Regions from separate parts of the Hordeum vulgare genome. Here region 1 is linked to region 2. Evidence: chromatin contacts called from public Hi-C data. All regions are on one chromosome and are shown on one strand. Each heading gives the region's core, a stretch centred on a gene start, on an enhancer-like site or on the middle of the called end of the contact. The rest is flanking DNA. Distances are from core to core; before and after follow the strand shown. Region 1 holds the start of LOC123394957. Region 2 holds the start of LOC123395514 (cyclin-A3-2-like).

What was found. A called contact is a pair of places that touch in the nucleus more often than the background predicts.
Region 1: a contact with region 2 is called in a Hi-C map of leaf, with 4 times the contacts expected there. The contact joins the promoter of LOC123394957 here to the promoter of LOC123395514 in region 2. A contact is called at or near these places in 3 of 6 Hi-C or Micro-C datasets (leaf and seedling).

The regions. Positions count from the first base shown.
Region 1 is chr5H:70,869,372-70,876,846 of MorexV3_pseudomolecules_assembly, reverse strand. It overlaps LOC123394957, which reads left to right and starts at 2,105. Exons shown (of 6, transcript XM_045089862.1): 1 at 2,105-2,610; 2 at 3,008-3,213; 3 at 4,005-4,290; 4 at 5,053-5,160; 5 at 5,336-5,586; 6 at 5,682-6,175. The coding sequence starts at 2,401. The coding sequence ends at 5,772.
Region 2 is chr5H:70,576,980-70,583,811 of MorexV3_pseudomolecules_assembly, reverse strand. LOC123395514 (cyclin-A3-2-like) reads left to right here and starts at 1,296. Exons shown (of 7, transcript XM_045090516.1): 1 at 1,296-1,895; 2 at 2,022-2,254; 3 at 2,344-2,496; 4 at 2,600-2,633; 5 at 2,745-2,894; 6 at 2,992-3,126; 7 at 3,215-3,606. The coding sequence starts at 1,542. The coding sequence ends at 3,286. LOC123395513 (zinc finger protein 7-like) reads right to left here and starts at 6,295. Exons shown (of 1, transcript XM_045090515.1): 1 at 5,298-6,295. The coding sequence starts at 6,209. The coding sequence ends at 5,634.

The sequences.
Region 1 (7,475 bases), core at 856-3,355, 290 kb before region 2:
ATGCGTGGGAGGTGATGAGGATACCCTGAGTACATATGCTGACATGTTTAATTGTCAAATTGGACATTTCCTCATGAAGTATTTGGGGGTGCCAGTAAGTTTTACTGGCCTCAGGAATCTAGATTGGATGTTTGTAGATGAAAAGTTTCTTAAATGCTGTGAGGCTTGGATATGTAATGCAGCCTCCTCGGGGGGTAGGCTGATCCTGATGAATTCATCTCTTACCAGTATAGTTTATTACTACATGGCGATGTTCTTGCTTCCTAAGATGGTCATCTACAAACTTGATAAGCACAGGAAGAAATTCTTTTGGAGAGAATTTGAGGGGAATAAGAGATATCACTTGGTTAGATGGGATCGCATTTGTAGATCTAAGAAGAAAGGAGGCCCGTGAGTGAAAGGTTTGCGTAAACAGAACATTAGTCTCCTTGTTAAGTGGCGGTGGAAGTTGGAAACGCAACAAGGGTTGTGGCAAGATGTGATCAGAGCGAAGTATCTCAGAAGAGATGATGTGGCCTCAGTTACTAGTAAAATTGCGGACTCTCCTATTTGGAAAGCTATTATGAAAGTTAAGCCTCATTATATGGCTGGTAGGGAAGTGGTGTTGAAATCTGGTAATATTACTAGGTTGTGGCATGATTCTGTGAATGCTAAACCCCCGTTAAAAAATACCTACGCTGATTTGTTCTATATTTGGAATCAAAAAGATATTACTGTGAGGGTTTTTAAAGCGGGGGAGGGGGATGATTTCTTCAGGAGATAGATGACTCCTTTGTTGGCTGGCCAATGGGCTGAGCTGAAAAGGACTGTTGATGACTGGGTCATCTCTGATGAACTAGATCAAATTTGTCTCGAAGCTTGGGGGTGGAAAAAGGTTTTCTACTAAATCTGTGTATGAGCATTTAGAAAGTAATATTGCTGGTTGTGACTTTAGATGGATCTGGAGAGCAAAATTGCCTCTGAAGATCCAGATTTTCCTATGGCAACTGTTTCAGGATGCTATTCTCACGCGTGATGTGATGGAAAAAAGAAAGTGGAAAGGTAATCCTAGATGTTCATTTTGCTCGGAGAGGGAGACTTCGCAACATCTATGCTTTACTTGTCCTGTGGCTAGAGTGGCATGGAGAACTGTGGGTTGTATGCTTGGCACAAGCAAGGGCCCTAGTAATCTTTGACAGTTTTATGCTTGGTGCTATGCTTATATGCCTAATGGGGCTAGGTTTTATACTTGTGCTCTTGCTGCTATTTGTTGGGCATTGTGGAATTGCCGCAATCGTGCGACCTTTGAGAATAAGAAGCTGAGGTCTCCTTTTGATGTTATTTACTCTGCTTGTGGCTTCCTAATGTATTGGGCAGGGCTGTTGACGGGGGAGGACAAAGATGCAATGGAGCGAGGGGTGAAGATGCTGAAGAGCAATGCATCGACTTTGATGAGGATCTGTGTGGCTCCAGAGGAGGCTTGATGGTGGGTTTATCCTGTTTTGATGTTTGGTTCTGGTGAGTAGTTCAGGAGTTTGTGTGCCTCCCTGCGTGGAGTGGATTCAGGCGATGACCTGTGTTTCTTCTGGAGCTTCTTATACTATCTTGAATTGCTGTGTGCGATGAGTGGGTGTTCTTGGGTTTTCGCCCTACGGTAGGTTGCTCGATGACGAGTGCCTATGTGTGGGTTTTCCAAGAGTGCTTTGGACTCGCACCCCTTTTCTGGTTTTCCTTTTGGTTTGGATACTGTATTTCCGTTATGTCAAAGTAATGGAAAGGGGTTGTCCGGTTCAGAAAAAAGAGAAATTAACAAGGTTGTCACAAACGTCTTCGTAGTCGAAGAGAACACCTCCATCTGATTTTTCTGGGCTTGACATTAATATTTGTATTTTTTAAAATTTATTTTAGGTCTTTCGTCGATATGTCTTTAATGAAAGAAGACGTTTCCGTCGACTACAAAGACGTATATAACGACTTTATCAATGTTAACATAACGTGTCGACTGTGTCTTTTAAGGTGTTCATAGATATAGAGTGTACGAGTGTAGGCTTATAAGGTTGGCTGTATGCTCGGCCGACTTCTGTGTATAAAAGAACTCGGATCTGATTTTCGTTAGACGCAAGTCTGTGCGCCGCGGTACACGGGAACTTGGCCTGCTCTGCTGGCGGAGGTGCGCCAGTGGTAACTCAGTAGGCGACGCGGTGGGTGAAGGTGACGCGACGGTCCACGCGAGGCCATACGTGGGAAGGCCGGAGCGCGTCCACGCGTTACGCCCGGCCGGGCCCGCATGGCAAGCGAGACACGAGCTGGCGCTTATCCTGGGTCCAGCTAGGCGCCCGCACGAACCACCACCCACCAACCAAGCACCAGACCTCGCGAGACAATCAGAGGGGTCTCGCCGCCGGCGACGGCCGCCCGCACATGCCGATCTCCGCCGGCATCCGCGCGCCGCCGCAGGGGGCGGCCGTGCACGTCCCCGGGCGGCGGCTCCTCGGCGCCCCCGTTCCTCAACTGGCGGCGGGCGGCGGCGTCCGGCGCAGGAGGCTCGGGGTCGTGGTGGCTGCGGCCTCCTCCGCGGCGTCGCCCGACGAGCTCTACGCCCGCGGGAGGCATCTCCACGGGTTCCCCGAGGTGAGCGCGATGCCGATGCCGATGCCGATGCCCCTCCGTGGAGCGGGTGTCTGTCCGTAGTAGCGAAACGAAACTCTGCCCCTTTGTTTGAGCAAATACAAATTGCTATATACTATATTCATGTGTGCAACTCTACAATATAATAAATTATCAAAAAAAGATCTTGTAGATAGAAACTAAAATCATAAGCAGCATAGAATAGGTTACCTGTAGATTGAGGTGTCTCCAGACAGGCGTGAGGAGGTTATTTACCTCCCACTCACAAAGAACTAGATTCTTGTGAGCCTCCAGCCTTCCACTGGAAAAGGTTATCTGGAATAGGATTAGCATCTTTTAATCCTATCGAATCGATGTGCCGATACTGTTCATTATTATGACGCACTTGTACTGTGTGCAGAAATCTTCACTTTGGAACTTGATAAAAGATGTAGAACCTTTGGATCTAAGTGTAGTCCAGAGAGATGTTCCTCCTGAAACTGTGGATGCAATGAAGAGGACTGTTTCGGGCATGTTGGGCCTGCTTCCGTCTGATCAGTTCCGTGTTGTCGTGGAGGCCCTTTGGGATCCCTTCTTCAAGTTGGTGATATCTTCAATAAAGACAGGGTATGCTTTTCTCCTGAATCATACCATTCCTATAGATTATAGTTGAATTTGATTGTCTCTGGTCAAAAGAAGATGCATTTTGGCATGGCTACCTTTTGCAATTGTGTGCATATAGAAGTAGCAAATTACTTGATGTGGAATCTAGGTCAACCCGTTATGTGAGGTGGACTGGGAAAGTACGCCATTAATGGTAGGCTGGTAGCCTGCTCTTATTATCTTTGTGTAGGAAATCGAAATTCAACTGTCACTACTCACTGTAAAAAGGGCAATTATCAGAACAGTTTGCTGCACTTTGAGTCACACATGTCAAAAACATGTTTTAAGGGTGTGAACTGTGGAATCCAATTCATGTTGCATAGTTTCTTCGAGTGTCCGATTTTAATGCTGGTACAGTTGTTGTCTTGTGTACTTAGACGTTTGTCACATAGAATATGCAAATCCTGCTTGATATTTTCCATGCCCTTCCATTTGTTATTGAATGACTACATTGTTTTCATAATTTGAGAAGCAGCAGATGAAAACATGCTAACTGAACTTAATCATTCAGACTTCAGTCTGAAATACTGACCTTGATCAACTTTTTTTCATGTGGTAATAGTTGTTAGTAAGAAAAAGATCGAAAACTTTGCTTTCTTCACTTCTCTAAAACAAGACAGGAAATTTGAACAAGCTCCTGCTCCTTGGTACCTTTTGCTTTGTTATATGCACACCTGGCTTGCACTGCCTACTCACAAACATGATAAACATGCCAGGGATAATTATCACCTAAAGTTACTTTGTCTGTGTTTCAGGTACACTCTGTCTAATGCTGAATACAGGCTCTCCCTTGAAAGAATCCTAGAGTTGTCTGATGATGAAACCGAGTGCAAGGAAAGAGATAGCACTGAATATAGCCACAGTGACCTCAGTTTGGGAGGATCTATTTTGAGATTATCAGAAGATGATGAAGCGACTAATGAATCAGAAAAGAGGCATGCCAATTTATTATCAGAAAATATGGATGGATTAGATAGCTTAAATGCTCAAGCAAAAGAACATATTCTCCAGTTGCAGTGTCGCTTGGATTCTATGGAAAGGGTAACATCTATTTCATTCTTAATTTGGCAATATAAGATGATTGTTACTCCGACTGTTTCACTATCTCTCTCGATCTCTCCTACCTCGGTAACTCCATTTCAAAATGCCCGTGTGTTGAGGAAATCAGTAGTGTGGTTATTGTGTTGACTCCATTCTATACCCCTGTCAATTAACGTTGGGAATGGTTATATAAATAAATATATTTAGTAGAGATATGCATTATGGTCATTTCTTATTAACTTTACTCAGGATTAGTGTGAAGGACAGGCCTGGTGCAGTGGTGAAGTACTCCCCACTTGTGCCATGAGGTCTTGTGTTCGACGTGGCCTCTCTGCATTGCACTGTGCAGGGGTAAGGCTTGCCTCGTATAATCCTTCCCCAGAATCCACCTGGTGTGGGAACTTGTAGCACTGGGTCTGTCCTTTTCTCAGGATTAGTGGTCTGTAAGCATAGTAGGCCGAGGATAGATATAGTAAAACAGAGGGAGTTCTCAGTTTTAGATGTTTATTCTGTTTTTATGAGTAGCCCTATGTATTAGCTATCAAAGCCATGGTGCATTTTTTGCACAGTTACCTTTTTGTATCAAGAATTCCTGCCTGGCACAAGAAGGCTAGTTTATGTAATGCCTGAGGTCATCTTACTTTCTTCAGCGAGAAATTAGTCCCATTTCTGTTCTTTATAATCTTCTTGCCTTAAGTTTCCACTCATCGACCATTGCTTGAGAATTTTATTGGGATGCTTATTCTATTTTCAATCCTGCAGGAGCTACATGAACTCAAGAAGAAAAATTCTTCCCTGCAAATGCAACAGTTTGCTGGAGAAGAAAAAAATGAGTTACTGGACTACTTGAGATCATTATCACCTGACACGGTTTGTTCTATCTCCTACTTCTTCATCCAGCAGTAATATGTTTCCTCTTGTTTCTGCATGTAGTCTATCCAGTGCTTCTTATTGTCCTTCAGTTGAACAACTCAACGGATAAGCTTCTCAGGTTTGCTGGGTACCTGTTTTGTGTCTGATTTGAGCCACTAACTATTTTTTACAGGTTATCGAACTCTCGGAACCTTCCTGCCCTGGTGTGCAGGAAGCTATTCATTCCGTGGTGCATGGTCTTCTAGTAACTCTCTCCCCTAAAATGCATGCAAAGCCCCCTCCAACATCAGAGAACATGGCTGGTGGAAACCTGAATTACGGGAATGGGGATGATGACCGTGCTGAACTCGTGGAGGATGTATCGCTCCCATTTCAGCCCCTCATATCTATTCCTCGGGATCATCTTGCGCGTCTATTATTCTGGTAATACAATTGGATTTATAGCCCTCTTTTCCTACATTGCCTATTGGTACGTTTGAGGTGAACTCTGATCACCCGTTTCTGCAATGGCTGTTCAGGTGTATGCTGCTGGGCCACTACATCCGAGGCCTCGAGCGCAGGTTAGAGCTTTCGCAGCTCCTGGAAATGTCAAGTGACACAAGGTTGTGATTCCCGTGGTGACAATGGCCATGCTTAGGCATCGTGAAGCTTTGCCAGTGGGTTGTCATCATCCAGAACAGAAACGTTCTGGTTGTTCCCTATCATCTGTGACCGTGTACACAGGAAAGAGAAGGTCCGCGGACCAAGGTAAGTGGGCTCCTATTTGCTCTCGCCACAAATGCTCGAAATGGTTGAGTTGCCTGCGGAGTAGAGGCTACCTGCCAAGTTACCAGCTGGTTGTTTCTTTTCGCTTCCTCGTGGATCGTGCTGTGCATATGTGCTGGTAGTGTAGTAATCAACCTTTGCGACTCTTTTGTCATCTGTAAAGTCCGGTTATCTATATGTATAATTTTGTGATTGTATCATAGTTGAACCGCATTGATCTAACTATCTAAGGCGATTGTTGTCTTAAGGGTGTTTCCGCTGTCCTGAGCCAACACGCACTTTTCAGACTCTGAGCCAACACGCACATGACTTTGGCAGCCTGGATGGGTTTTGGGCAACCTTTCTTTGTGGGGGTGGTTCTTCTGGCCTGATGTAACATTATAAGATTCGATTTGTTTTCGTTTTCTAGGGGCAGAGAGCCAGAGACCATCTTTAGTGCCTGGAAAGCCTTTTCATCTTGCACATCACCAAGCTTGAGCGTAGATGAAGGCTTAAGGGCTTCTTTGATTTGCACGGCTTCCTTAAACGTATAAATGGAAAGAGAAAAACGCAATAATATTGTAGTAGGATTTTACATGCAACAAAAAGGATTGTGAACAACTTGAATTTTAAGGAATTAGATGTTTGATTTACAGGAACATGAAAATAATAATATAAATTCTAGTGAAATCAAGGTTAACAAATGAGAAGCTAAGATTATATCGAAAATCCAAGTTTGCTTCCAGGCTCATCTGCTCGTGCTGACAAAAAAAAACTACAAAAAATTCAAAAAACTCACAAGAAGTATGTGGTAGATATTTTGATGTGTGAGGTCCGTTTCAAAAAACAGTCCTATGGGAATTTTAAAAACAATTCTACAATCCAGAGAGCATCATATGAGCATTTTGTTGGAAATATGCCCTAGAGGCAATGATAAAATAGTTATTATTATATTTCCCGTTTCAAGATAATCGTTTATTATCCATGCTATAATTGTATTGAATGAAAACATAGATACATGTGTGGATACATAGACAAAACAATGTCCCTAGCAAGCCTCTAGTTGGCTAGCCAGTTGATCAAGGATGGTAAAGGTTTTCTGACCATACGCAAGTGTTGTCACTTGATAACCGGATCACATCATTAGGAGAATCATGTGATGGACTAGACCCAAACTATGAACGTAGCATGTGATCGTGTCATTTTTTTGCTATTGTTTTCTACGTGTCAAGTATTTATTCCTATGACCATGAGATCATATAATTCACTGACACCGGAGTAATACCTTGTGTGTATCAAACGTTGCAACGTAACTGGATGACTGTAAAGGTGCTCTACAGGTATCTCCGAAGGTGTCCGTTGAGTTAGTATGGATCAAGACTGGGATTTGTCACTCCATGTGACGGAGAGGTATCTCAGGGCCACTCGGTAATACAACATCATAAGCAAGCCTTGCAAGCAATGTGACTAAGTGTAAGTCACGAGATCTTGTATTACAGAACGAGTAAAGAGACTTGCTGGTAACGAGATTGAAATAGGTATACCGATACCGACGATCGAATCTTGGG
Region 2 (6,832 bases), core at 47-2,546:
TTATCTGGCACGGCAAAGTTCCAAACAAAATGTGTTCCTTTGCGTGAAGAGTGGTTGTAGATGCGTTGCCAACAAATGAATGCAAAGCTAGACACCATATCCCAGTGCAGGCTGCATGTCAGGTGTGTGGTGCGATGGAGGATAGTTCCTTCCATGCCCTGGTGATCTGCCCAAAATATCTGGAGCTTTGGGATTTGATGCGACAAGACTGGCCGCTGCAGGCTAAGGAGAAGCTTGTGGATACGGGCAAGGAATGTCTGTTCGGCATCCTGACCGACCACAACGAGGAAGTTCGTGCTATGATCATTATCCTGCTATGGCGGATTTGAAGTTTGCGTAATGATATGCTTCATGACAAGATGATCCCTCCACCAGAGATCTCACGATCATTCATCCTAAGCTACTTGAGTTCGTATAGCCACACTCAAAGGTATGGTATGGAAGACATACTCAAATGGAAGATGCCCGTAGTCGACACGCCGAGCTGCTCGGTTCTCATTCACAAGGAAATCAAACCATGGCCAAAACCACCTCTAGGTTGGGTGGCCTTATCGGTGGATGGAGCTTTTGTAAAGGAAACCGAGAGGGCAGGTTCATGTATGATTCCGACAGACTCGGAAGGCGCAGTCCTATCTATACCATTGCAAGGATGCCCCTGAGTCCGAAATGAGTGCTGTCCTCGAAGGAGTCTCTTTCAGTGTGCAACATTCTGATCTTCCTATAATGATTCAATCTGATAGCTCCATCGTGGTGGCGGCGCTTACAGATGGCTCTCTCCAACGATCTGCTTACGATCATCTTATGATGGAAATCAAGAAGCTTTTGAAATCGTGTGGTTTTATTCCGCAGAAGATTGATCGTCTTTAAAATAAAGTTGCTCATAGTCTAGCTAATATAGGTTGCTCTCGAGGTAGCACCATCTGTTGGTTGCGCCGTGTTCCAGACAATACCACACATCTTATTTTAACAGATTGTAACACTATTTCAGAGGAATAAAACTCTTTTATCCTGCAAAAAACATAAAATAAAGAACCACATGAAAAAAAACTCGCAGTCTCTCGCAAAAAGAAAGAGAACAGTAATATTTTAACAACGATGACATCGCCACCGAAATACAATTTCGCGGCCGAAAGAATACTGGGCCAGGAAAAGAAAAAACCCTATTGGGAGGAGTGTGCTGTTTCGTGCTGGAACGCGGAAGGCCCAGTACGATTTGGGAGGGGGGGAGCTGGCAGGCGCCGCGGGATTTCCGCATTATTTTAAAACTTTTACCGCCCACCTCTCGCCAGCACGTGCGCTCCACTCGCCCAAAATCCCCCAAATTTCTCCAATCCCACCAAGCGAAACCAGACCAGAGCTCAACCCAGCGCCGCGCGGGCTTCTTCTCCCTCCTCCTCTTCGAATTCGCGTGTTTTGGCGGCCATCTTCCCTCCCATTCCTCCAATCCTCTCTACATAACCGCCTCCGCCTCCCGCCTCCCACCTCCCCCGCCGCGCACCGAATCCCAAAGCCCTACCCCGGTGAGCACCAGCCCGCCGACCATGGCCGACAAGGAGAACGCGGCCCCCGCGGCGGGCCCCCGGCTCACCCGTGCCGCGGCCAAGCGCGCCGCCACCTGCTCCGCGGGGCCCTCCGGCGGCGCCAAGCGGAAGCGGGTGGCGCTCAGCGAGCTCCCCATCGTCTCCAACGCGGGGGTCGCCCTCCGCCAGCCGTCCAAGCCCGCCAAGCCCGCGGCTGCGGCCGAGGGGGAGGACGAGCACGGGGACGTGAGCAGGTGCGCGTCCACCTCGCCGTCCCCCGCCGGGGAGGAGGTCAGCGGCGGCGGGGGCCGCGGCGAGGCCCAGCTCAGCGGGTCCTACGCCTCCGACATCTACACCTACCTCCGCACTATGGAGGTACGGCACTCCCATTCCCGATCTCCATTCCTGGCCGTCGGATGCCTCGATCCGCTGGCGCTGGGGTTAGGTGGGAACCACTGCTCTGAGGTCTAATCGTTGGTTCGTCCAAATGTGGGTGTGCAGGTGGAGGCGCCGCGCCGGCCGGCGGCGGATTACATCGAGACGGTGCAGACCGACGTGACGGCCAACATGCGGGCTATCCTAATCGACTGGCTCGTCGAGGTCGCCGAGGAGTACAAGCTCGTCGCCGACACGCTCTACCTCACCGTCTCCTATGTCGACCGCTTCCTCTCCGCCAACCCGCTCAGCCGCAACAGGCTGCAGCTCCTTGGCGTCGCCGCAATGCTCATTGCCTCGTAAGCGCAGCCTCCCGTTCCAATGCCTTGAAGGGTCCGAAGAGATTTTGAGGATTGATTGAGTAGGGTTGGCTTTGGGGTGGTTGCAGGAAGTACGAGGAGATCAGCCCCCCGCATGTGGAGGACTTCTGCTACATCACTGACAACACCTACACCAGGCAGGAGCTCCTCACCATGGAGAGCGACATACTCAAGCTCCTCAACTTCGAGATAGGCAGTCCGACCATCAAGACCTTCATTAGGTGGCATACTGTCACTGATCCAATAGTTCATAATCTCTGCCTATTTTCATTCTGTGTCTAACTGAATCTTTGTGCATTCCCCCCCATGTTTTGCTTATTTCAGGCGGTTTACAAGATCTGGACCAGAAGACAAGAAGGTGACTACTACCAATCCTTTAAATCCTCCATATTGGACCCATCTGGTTTAATTCTTCCTCAACTGCTTATGTGTGTGGATGCCTGAAGTTATTTTTGCATGCTTGTCACAGCGCTCCAGCTTATTACTGGAGTTCATGGGTAGCTATCTTGCTGAGCTGAGTCTTCTGGACTACAGCTGTCTCCGGTTCTTGCCATCAGTGGTTGCAGCTTCATCAATTTTTCTTGCTAGGCTGACCATTGGACCAGACACTAATCCTTGGGTAAGAGTGGAGACGTAGAATGTCAAAGCTTTGAATGTTGCTTTCGACATTTGAAAGTTGTCAAAGCTAAAGCTATCCTGTGATTATGTGGTTGCAGGGCAAGGAAATGCATAAACTGACGGGCTACGGGGCATCAGAGCTGAAGGATTGCATTATAGCCATACATGATTTGCAGCTCAACAGAAAAGGTCCATCATTACCAGCAATTCGGGACAAGTATAAGCAACACAGGGTATGCTCAACTCCAGCAGTTATGTAATATTCTTCTCATGTTGTTATACTTGTATTGTTTGATCTAATACTCTAATCATTTGCGACAGTTCAAATGTGTATCGATGTTGCTTCCTCCTGTCGAGATCCCTGCATCATACTTCCAAGACTTAACAGAATAGCTGTTCCTGGACCGCTCCACTGTAAAGCTAATAACTCCGAGCTCATCTTGAGCTCCTTGGGATAAGGGAGGATTACAGTTTCAGAGCAGGTTCTCAGACAAGTTAGAATGCTGGAAGCTGTTTAGACGCTGGAGGTTTTAAAGCCTAACCAGGAGCTTTTCAAATTCATTTAGGAGCTAGGCTTATCACAAGTAGGAGGCCAGGCATTCTCTTCTTTTGTAGAATTGTACTTGTGTATTATATCTTAGAACATTGTGCCTTGGTCTGTTTGGCCACATATCTGTAATGTTTGATATATGTTGATCCATTGCCTTTGCTGATTCTTTTTCTTTTGATTCATTACCTGTGAGTGTGCTTACAGTACCTATGACCTACCTTTCTACCAAGGGGTTGTATTAGAGATAGGCCTAAATAACATAGCTTGCATGAATAATCATACTCCCTCCATTTCTAAATGTAAGTCTTTTTAGAGATTCCATTAGGGGACTACATACGGAGCAAACTGGGTGAATCTACAATCTAAAATGTGTCTATATACATCCATATGTACTCCTCTAGTGAAACTTCTAAAAAGACTTATATTTAGGAATGGAGGGAGTACTTGGCATGATGTTTGTCTTTCACTATGTAAGTATCATCTTGATAGCTTGTTAGCTGAACATTCTTTATTGAATAAAAATCCTAGAGGCCTGAGTCATTTCCAATGAATGATCAACCCATTTGCTGACTATAAGGTGTTCACTTCTGAATGACTTGTTATAAATTTGATGGCACACTAAACAACGTTTATTGAGATCCAAAACACATCTACTGAGCAATATGCAGACCAGGTGATTGCAGACGGATGGTTCTTGGTTTTCTTTAGTCTGCTGTGCAAAGTTATGCTTATTGTAAATTTCAATTGATTACTGAGGTAGAGCTGTATAAGACACCGTAGTGTTGAATATGCTTATAAATTTGATGGCACACTAAACAGTATTTATTGAGATTCAAAACACATTACTGAGCAATATGCAGACCAGGTGATTGCAGATGGATGGTTCTTGGTTTCTTTAGTCTGCTGTGCAAAGCTATGCTTATTGTAAATTTCAATTGATTACTGTGGTAGAGCTGTATAAGACACCGTTGAACATGCTTTCCATTTACCATATGCATCTGGATCTGCAGTTGTGGACTACCAATATCGATAGCGGTTCAATTGATTACTGAGGTAGAGCTGTATAAGACACCGTTGAACATGCTTTTCATTTACCATATGCATCTGGATGTGCAGTTGTGGACTACTAATATCGATAGCGGAGTAACTTGCGAGGCACCTTAATTTCTTTTTTTTGTGTGTGGGGAACCTTAATTTTTTTTTTCTGATGGCAACTGATGTAGCCGAAGCTTCCTGGTGTTTCCCCCCTTTGTTATAAATTATTATACATGTATTCTTACAGATGACAGTGCAAGCAATGTTCATGCACTAGTCCATTGCATTTTTCAGCTTGATGGACCATAATGAATTGGTGTATCAGATTGTTGTATCTCCACTACAATTGCCTCTTTTCTTTGTTACAAATGATTACATGTTTCTCTTTTTCTAATGCATTCTTATGAACAGTGACTACTTATAATGTGTGCAGTACTGTACTCTAGACTACTTCTGTTTGCAAATAAAAGGTGCATTTCAAATTCTGATTCAAAAGAAAGTGTGCTGCTCCATCTCGTTTCGTAAAGAATATCTAGCTTTACTTGGTGTCCCTACATGTGGATAATTAGGGAAGGTTAGTCCTTTTCAATGTTTCCTTGGTCCAAGTGCAAGGCAAAATATGACCTGTATTAGAGACGGTTAGATGATCTTACTGTTTTGTACCGGACTTTGCGGCTTCAGGTATCTCTGCTGAATTTGTAATTTTTTCAATCAGAGCTTCACATAGCATTTTCCTGCTACTTTTTAGCTATTTACTATTTTGATTTGTATGAGTTGATATTATATCCGTCCAACTATTATACTCCATAGTATGTTAGGTTAATGAAAACAAAAACTTGCAGAACCTTCAATATGAGGATGACTGACAGAGACATTATATATGCTGCTTCTAGTAAGTACAAAAAATCCCTGGGTTCCTTCACACCGATGTCAACTAGACTACATATGATCATAGTATTAGGTATCTGGCTACATAAATATTGCAGCAGCGCCGCCACGAATTCAAGAGGAACAATAGTATCTTCAGAGTTCAGTACCATCTTTGATTCTGATGGCTGAGCTGAGCTTAACTGATCACTTGATGCCAATTTATTCAGGAGGACAAACTTGATGATGACTTTTGTACTGTTCAAAGTTGATACATCAATCAACCTATCAAAGCCTGAGATTCAAGTCTATCTTACTTTGTTCTGATGGTTGTTGCTCTGAAGGTTGCGTCCTCGCTCTGAAGCTTCCCGGCCATGTCGAGTTGAGCACCTCCTCACAGGGAATCGTTGCCCAGGTCATCCCATCTTGATGAAACCTTGGCGCTGTCCTGATTTGTGCTTGCTGGGCCGACTTCTGAATCACTGAGCTCTGGCTGACTCGCAGGGACTGCACGAAGGCGGCGTGTGCCTCGAGAGGCAGCCCCATCACCATCCTCTGTGCATGGTAGGAGCGCTTGGCGGCGCTGCGCTCCCTCTTGTGGGCGTTCTGGTGGCCGCCCAGCGCCTGGGAGCTGAAGAACTTCCTCATGCAGAAGTTGCACGAGAAAACCTTGTGTGGGGCAGCAGAAGAAGGCCTGGGCTCAGGCTCAGGGTCAGGCTCAGGCTCGGAGCAGTTTGCCGCCGCCTCGGCTGACCCGTTGGCGCCGACCGTGAGGCTCAGCCACGACGCGCCGTCGTCCTGGTCGATGGTAAGCCGCTCTGGGCTCCCCTTGTTCACCGACGATGCTTCGTCTGCTTGCTCCATATCCTATCATGAAACTGTCTCCTGGTTCTCCCTCTAGGCCTGCTTGCAGCTCATGGGGTGGGGTGGGGTGGGTGGTGCATCTCTTCCAGTTCGCAGTTTGCCTTATAAAGGGGGACGAGGTTGGGAGGTGCATGGATTTTTTTTTCTGGCTAATAATTGAGGCTTGTGGCTTGTGGGGGGTCTTTGTGAGGAATCAGGAGGTAAAGAGAACTTTGTCTGGAGTTAGTGGATCTCTATCTTTATTTGGTTATCTCTTCTTTCTTTCTTTCTTTCCTACCTGGCCCATTCACATATTATAGTGGTGCTACATATCCCAGGGCAGGGCAAGGCAAGGCAAGGGAATGCATGCTCCCGTCATCTTTTCCTGCACTTGCCTTGGCGATTTGATATCTAGTTTCACACCATATATGCTGCTGCTGTGTGTACTCCTACTCTCTTTTTTTTCTTCTCCAAAAGAGACAACAAGAATCACAGTACAGTGCATGAGGTTTCCATGACAAGCTTTCTTCCATTTGCAAGCATGCCTGACACAGCACAGGTGCCCATTTGACTATTCGGCAGGTGGGCTGTTGAAAGCGATCTCACATTAATAACAAAGTCATGAATCTTGTTAGGATTGTGGT